Linked DNA regions of Mus musculus: region 2 is linked to region 1. Evidence: chromatin contacts called from public Hi-C data. All regions are on one chromosome and are shown on one strand. The core of a region is the stretch at or near the end of the contact, and the rest is flanking DNA. Distances in the headings are between cores, read along the strand shown.

Region 1 (3,151 bases), core at 271-2,770:
AAACTCAAACTAGCTTGACTTTAACAGCTTTAGCTTTCGTATTCTCTTTAATTTCTCAACAATACTGGGCATATAGTGGATATATATTGCTCTGTATTTTTTACCATGTTGCATGGGCTCAGTAAATAATGCTCATTTTTCTAAATACTGAGCGGAAAGGGAGAGATGAGGAAGGGCTGAGTGCACTCCTGTGGTGAGCAGGGTGTGCCCACCTCATGGAAGTGTCTTTCAGGTGGCTGGCCTCATCTCAGCTGTGATTGTGATGGTTGCCATCGTTGCCTTGGGGAGGCTTCTGGAACCCTTGCAGAAGGTAAAACCCTGCTTTTCTGTACACCAATTTCTCTTCACCAGACTTTTATAAGAGTAATAGCAGGATATCGGAAATCAACACGCAGAAACCATAGCCTTGGATAACACAGCCTTCCCTGTCTCTCTACAGTCAGTCTTGGCGGCCGTTGTCATTGCCAACCTGAAAGGGATGTTTATGCAGGTGTGTGACGTTCCTCGTCTGTGGAAGCAGAATAAGACTGATGCTGTAAGTCACCTACCACACAACTCCCTTTAAATGAAGCACCGTGTCTTGATGTGCCTGTCACTCACGATGTCCATTCCCTAAATCTAGCCTGAATGTTTGTAACTCCAGAGCACACTTAGAGTAGTTTGGAGCAGGCCACGCCTGCGTCTATGTTTCTATGAGAAGGTCCTAGATCTCTGGGAAGATTCATTCTCAATCACTTGATTGTTTTCTGATGAACTAATGTGGATCTTGTTCATTTTTCCCCCCTCTAGGTTATCTGGGTGTTTACATGCATAATGTCCATCATTCTGGGGCTGGACCTCGGCTTGCTAGCTGGCCTTTTATTTGCACTACTGACTGTGGTCCTGAGAGTTCAGTTGTAAGTACTAAAAAACAAAACAACCTCCCTCCCCTGAAAAAAAAAAAAAAACCAGATACGAACTCAGGCATAGTAGAGGAGGCACAGCCTGACGTTTCCTAGCCTGTTTTCATTAAATCCGACACAACTTCTTTTTATAATATCATGTACTGACTGAGTGTATGAGTTACACACTGCCTTACACTGTTGAGTAGGTCCAATTAGTCTGACTCTGCAGGTGAGAAAGTTTAAGTTCAGAAAGCTTAGAGATCTTTCTTAATGCTGTTAATTACTAATTGGCAGAACTAAGTCTTAAATCCCAACACAGCTCACTCCCTATCTATCCCTTCCCTCACAGGCTCCGCTCTGCTCTCCATTGGTTGATTGTCTTAACATGAAAGCTAGACACACGGATCAGCCAAAGTCTGAACTTGCTTTGTTTCAATCCTGGTTAAATCAGATGAAATTAGAGGCACTGGGCAGCAGTCATAAAACTGGGAACCGGGCACAGAACAAGTTGGCTCCTCCAATGTATTCCTACGTATTTTACTCTTTAGAGCTAGTAACTCATTACATGACTGCGACCTTTACAATGGTTATTACAGTCAGGATTCATTCCAATCCGACAGACAAGGCACATAATGCCCAATTATGTGAAGTAAACAAGATTAGTTCGTATGCTCCGTGGATGCAGCAGAGCTATGAGTCATGGTGGAAATAGACTATGAAGGCAGGCGAGGCAGGCTGAAGGCGGATTATCTGGTTGGTGACAGGTTTTGTTTTGACTTTGGTTTTAGCTGTGTGTCCTCCTGGGCTTGCGGAGCACAGCCTCTGCCCCTTTTAGTTTTTTCCTTGCCTTTTCAGATGCTTGCCCTCTTCTCTGCCTGGGCAGTGATGGAAGAAGAAACCTGGGAAACATCAACATAGATATCTTCAGCTTAGCATGGGCTCACCTCTCCCTTGCCACCAACCAGCTCTCGGCCCACCCGCCCTCTGTTAGCATGCTGGTTTCTACTTGAAAGGCTGTGACTGGCTCCCTTAGCACAGGGTCCTGAAAGGGTTCATTAACTTCCAGAGGGCCCAGTTTGCTACAAGGAAACAATGAAGAAACTGTCTGTAGGGGACATTGCCTCTTGTGTTGAGTGTGCCTTTTAGGAGATTGTTTGAGAAGGAAGGTGGCTTTTCTTTTCTTTCTCTTTGAGAAAGACTAACTTATGATTTAACTTAAAAATGAGCTCAGTGTTGTGCCAAGGGAAAGCTTGGTGGTACAATTTAGTTGCTGGTTTGGTAACCGGGCGCCTAGCCAACAAAAAGCAGTACCGTTTATAGTATTTAATTTCCAGTAATTATAACATTGATCTAGAAAGCACAATGCTGAAAGGACCCCCAAACAATTAATCCTTCTCCAGGGGCTGCATTCAGCATATGCCACTAGTCACAGTTGGAGAGACAAGGACTTTATCTGATGGCACCAGGAACAGGAAACGGGTGATCTGGTCAACAGGCAAGGGTTGCTTCAGGAAGGCTGCTGCTTTTAAAAGCAGAGACTAATCTGATCATTTGCAGACACCGTATCCATTAGCAGGTTGCCATAAATCACAAGGAGTGGAAGAACCAAAGCCCCACGTGTGAAAGACATGCTATGCGTCCTTCACCCAGTGGCTCCTCTAGCTCCTCTGGACATTATTTTATGAACTAATAAAACAGGGATAATAGTGCTGGCTATTCAGAGTTACGGCCGGGCTTCCAGCTTTGCCATGTGAGAAAGCTTGACGCCTCTGCTATAAATTGTTATGAACTCCAAACTGCTCATTATGTCTCCCAGCCATCAGAAGAGACTCACAGTTAGTTCTTTCTTCAGTCCCACGCAAACACCAGCTGTTCATTTCAGAGTTAGATACAAGAAAATGTCATCGGCAATAAAGGCAGAGTCCAAAACACCAGAACGATGCTCTCTCTCATAGCAGTGATTTCTTTTTAACTTTTTAACTGTTGTAAAAAATAAAATAAAATAAATTAAAAGATAAAATTCCAGTGTTCATTTTTCTTCTTACAGCCCTTCATGGAATGGCCTTGGAAGTGTCCCCAGCACAGACATCTACAAAAGCATCACACATTATAAAAACGTAAGTGCCTTTATGAAACACTTGTCCCAGGTAGGCTCGATAGCCCAGAATTCAAGGAGCCTCAGATTTCTTTTAGCATGTTAGATACAAGCCAAGAGGACTTCTGTTGGGAAAGTCCATCAGCAGACTGTGAGTGTCTTGAGAACTTTG
Region 2 (2,976 bases), core at 293-2,792, 180 kb before region 1:
ACTCACAACAAAATGTCCATATTACTTTCAATTTCTAAAGAATGCAATTCAAACCCATGTACTCATCAGCTATTCCCCAATAAAACTTCAATACTAGCCATAAAAGATTTAAACAGTGCATATTACTTTTCAAAATTATAAAAAAATTAATTCTAGTGACAAATTTTTAAAAATCTAGGATACAACACTTTGAAAACTCAACACTATTCCTAAAACTGGAAATAAGTCATGATTAATATGCTAATAACATAGCCATCAGTACCATGTTCCTTTTTGGCTCAATGGGTAATTAGTCTTTTAAAAATGTGTATTTCGTTCTGGCTCATTGATTCCCAATGCCAAACATTAAGAAAATAGTCTAATGTCTGAGTTCCTGCCCCAGAATCCAAGTGATGGAAAGAAAGAACCAATTCCTACAAGGTGTCCTCTGACCATGATATGTGCATCAGGGCAGATGCACACACATATATACAGAAATGTAATCTAAAAAATAATCTGGCTACTACATATTTTTCCGCCTAAAAAGATATGTACCTCACTAACAAGAACAGAAATGTATTTTAAATTACTAACAATTGATAGAAATTTAATTTTAAATTAATGTTTTATTTTTATCATTCCTTTGTTACTTTTAACACTCATCTTAAATAGTTTAGCTTTATAGCCTATGAGAATACATACATTTTCTTTACCACATATATTTGCCAGCAGCATCAGTAATCACCATATACAATATTTAAGAAAGATCAATCCACCAAGAAATGTGCCCATGTTACAAACAGAAATAGCCCAGTGAGATAAAATATTAATAGAAAATGATCAGTACACACATATACATAAAAATATCAGCACAAGTGAGGACTAAGATTACCATGTCCACATACTCTACCATTATGCAAGCAATGGAATAGCTACAAATGTTTTGTGATATAATCCCCTTTAGTCTATGTGATCAGTAACATGAACTAATGAATGAAATGAAGAAATATCTGAGTGAATGAACACTGAAGTCAGTAAGTAACATAAAATAATTACAATTTAAAATACAAAGAAATGACTTGGATACAAACAAACTAGTTGAAATCAAACCTGGTTCACTGTGAAGATGCAGGGCTTTCTATCTGTAGAACAAAGAACCTCAACCCAAAGCAGACACAGCTACTAACAGTCCAGTTACCCAGACTTAAAATATATTATTTTTACGATGTAACCTCCTCGACACACACATACACGAAACAAAAGCAGAAACACAACAAAAAAGAAAAAAACTATGTTCTTAATGTTTGGCATTGGGAATCAATAAGCCAGAACCAAATACACATTTTTAAAAGACTAATTTACTCATATTCTATTTAAGAGCAACAAACAACCAGTTAAAAAAACTTAGGCTTTTAAAACAGCATCCTTATATAAAGCCATTGGGGAGGGGGGGGAACACCCCTGCCATACATATGAAGCAGTTTAAGCCAATACAACTGGCCAATCAAAATTAGTGAATGCACTGCATCTCTCTGCAGTGGGGAGAAGCGACAAGGTAGGCTGTCACTCTGCAAAAGCTGCTCGGAGCAGGCTTCCCTCTCCAGAGCAGTGCCCTTCCTTTTCAGAAAGCCTGGATCCGAATGCTGTCTCAGGAGACAAGAAGCCTTCAGTATGCTAAATTACTTTCATTACGCATTTTCAGATGCTTATTGACTCCACAGTAGGAAGAGTGAGAGGCTGCTGCAGCCGAAGCAGCACTACATATTCTATACATTAGCAGGGCTGCTGAAACAATGGCACAGTAGATACATTTCCATTAAGGTCGCTTGGAAGAGATTTTTATAACCCTTTTCCCCCAGCCCTTGTACTTTCAAATCAACAGAATGAATCAATCAAAACTGGAAATGCTTCAACTACATCAGGAACTCGTCAGCTCTTTAGCAGAGGTAAGATGTGTTCCTTATTATAGTATATAGGTGCTTTTGAAACAGCACAGTGGAATAAAATTACTTTGGAATTTTTAGCCTAAATTTTTAAGAGTTTGATTGTTTTCCTTCTACTTATTGGTAAATAGGTAATTTTTAAATTGGTTTCTTTTAACACATGATGTATTTTAATGTAATTTTTAGGGTGCACTGTTAAAAAAAACCATTCTGTTCTGTTCTCTACAATGAACTCCAAAAACAGCAGCTCTTAAGTCTCTTCGGATATACCAAATATTCTTAATGTCAATAATACAGCCTTTCTCAAGTGCTAAAAGAACATTCATATTTCTTATAAGAAGCTAGTTGACTCTCTGGCTGTTTTATGTTAAGATTATAATTAGGCATGCTTACTGAAAATTATTTAATATGCAGTTAAGATTTTTTTTTACTACCATTTACATTTCACCCACATGAGCAATTCATCAAAAGAAATTTATAGTGTCTTATCACAGAATCTGGTTTAATGAGTTAAAGTTCAAGCTATGTGCTAATAATTAAACAAGCTGCAATATTTCCCAGCATGCGGGAAATGTTAAATTTATTACCCAGGGGGACGTGGTAGTATGTTTACTGAATACTAACTGTTCATAATCTCTGAACATTCAAAATCGCTTCTAAGAGAGAAGAGGAATATTTCAGAATTACAGTTTTTCTCATGTTTATATTTCAATGCTAATTCTGCGGCTCAATCAGGTAACATAGTATTATTTCTATTTTGAAAAGGAGATTTTATTTGAAGAAGCTTCATTTTATGACTATAGCTATGCCTACAGCAATACAGTTTGCTTATTTTGAGAACAAATGCTACATGGATTAATTTCTCTAACCAAAGTAACTTGTGATTAATTCAAAATTATTAGGATACCTAGTCCTTAATCATTTTTTGCCTTTTTCACAAGGGCCCACACCTAATTCAGTATACACAACTGACAATTTGAAGACTGCAACTGACTGAGAGGCTCGCTAGCCTCTGAACCACAGACTACCAGATATTCTTGTAACACATGATTTT

The links. A called contact is a pair of places that touch in the nucleus more often than the background predicts.
Region 2: a contact with region 1 is called in a Hi-C map of the N1E-115 cell line, with 3 times the contacts expected there. The contact joins the promoter of Gpr22 here to the enhancer-like site in region 1. A contact is called at or near these places in 2 of 39 promoter capture datasets (macrophages and neural stem cells), 2 of 484 Hi-C or Micro-C datasets (the N1E-115 cell line and embryonic stem cells), 4 of 115 datasets of contacts at active chromatin or transcription factors (craniofacial prominence, embryonic stem cells, heart atrium and 1 more) and 4 of 9 other capture datasets (adipose tissue, liver, macrophages and 1 more).

What each region holds. Positions count from the first base shown.
Region 1 is chr12:31,532,995-31,536,145 of GRCm38.p6, reverse strand. Slc26a4 (solute carrier family 26, member 4) reads left to right here. Exons shown (of 21, transcript NM_011867.4): 11 at 233-310; 12 at 440-535; 13 at 790-896; 14 at 2,932-3,001. Among named protein-coding and RNA genes, the nearest start is that of Slc26a4, 25 kb to the left of the region's middle. Within about 2 kb of position 1,520, at least 20 of the 459 cell types and tissues checked have an H3K27ac peak or open chromatin away from gene starts, as enhancers often do. A contact at or near this core is called in the N1E-115 cell line, where this site is marked.
Region 2 is chr12:31,712,449-31,715,424 of GRCm38.p6, reverse strand. It overlaps Gpr22 (G protein-coupled receptor 22), which reads left to right and starts at 1,542. Exons shown (of 3, transcript NM_175191.5): 1 at 1,542-1,925; 2 at 2,864-2,976. All of the region lies in intron 6 of Cog5 (component of oligomeric golgi complex 5), which reads right to left.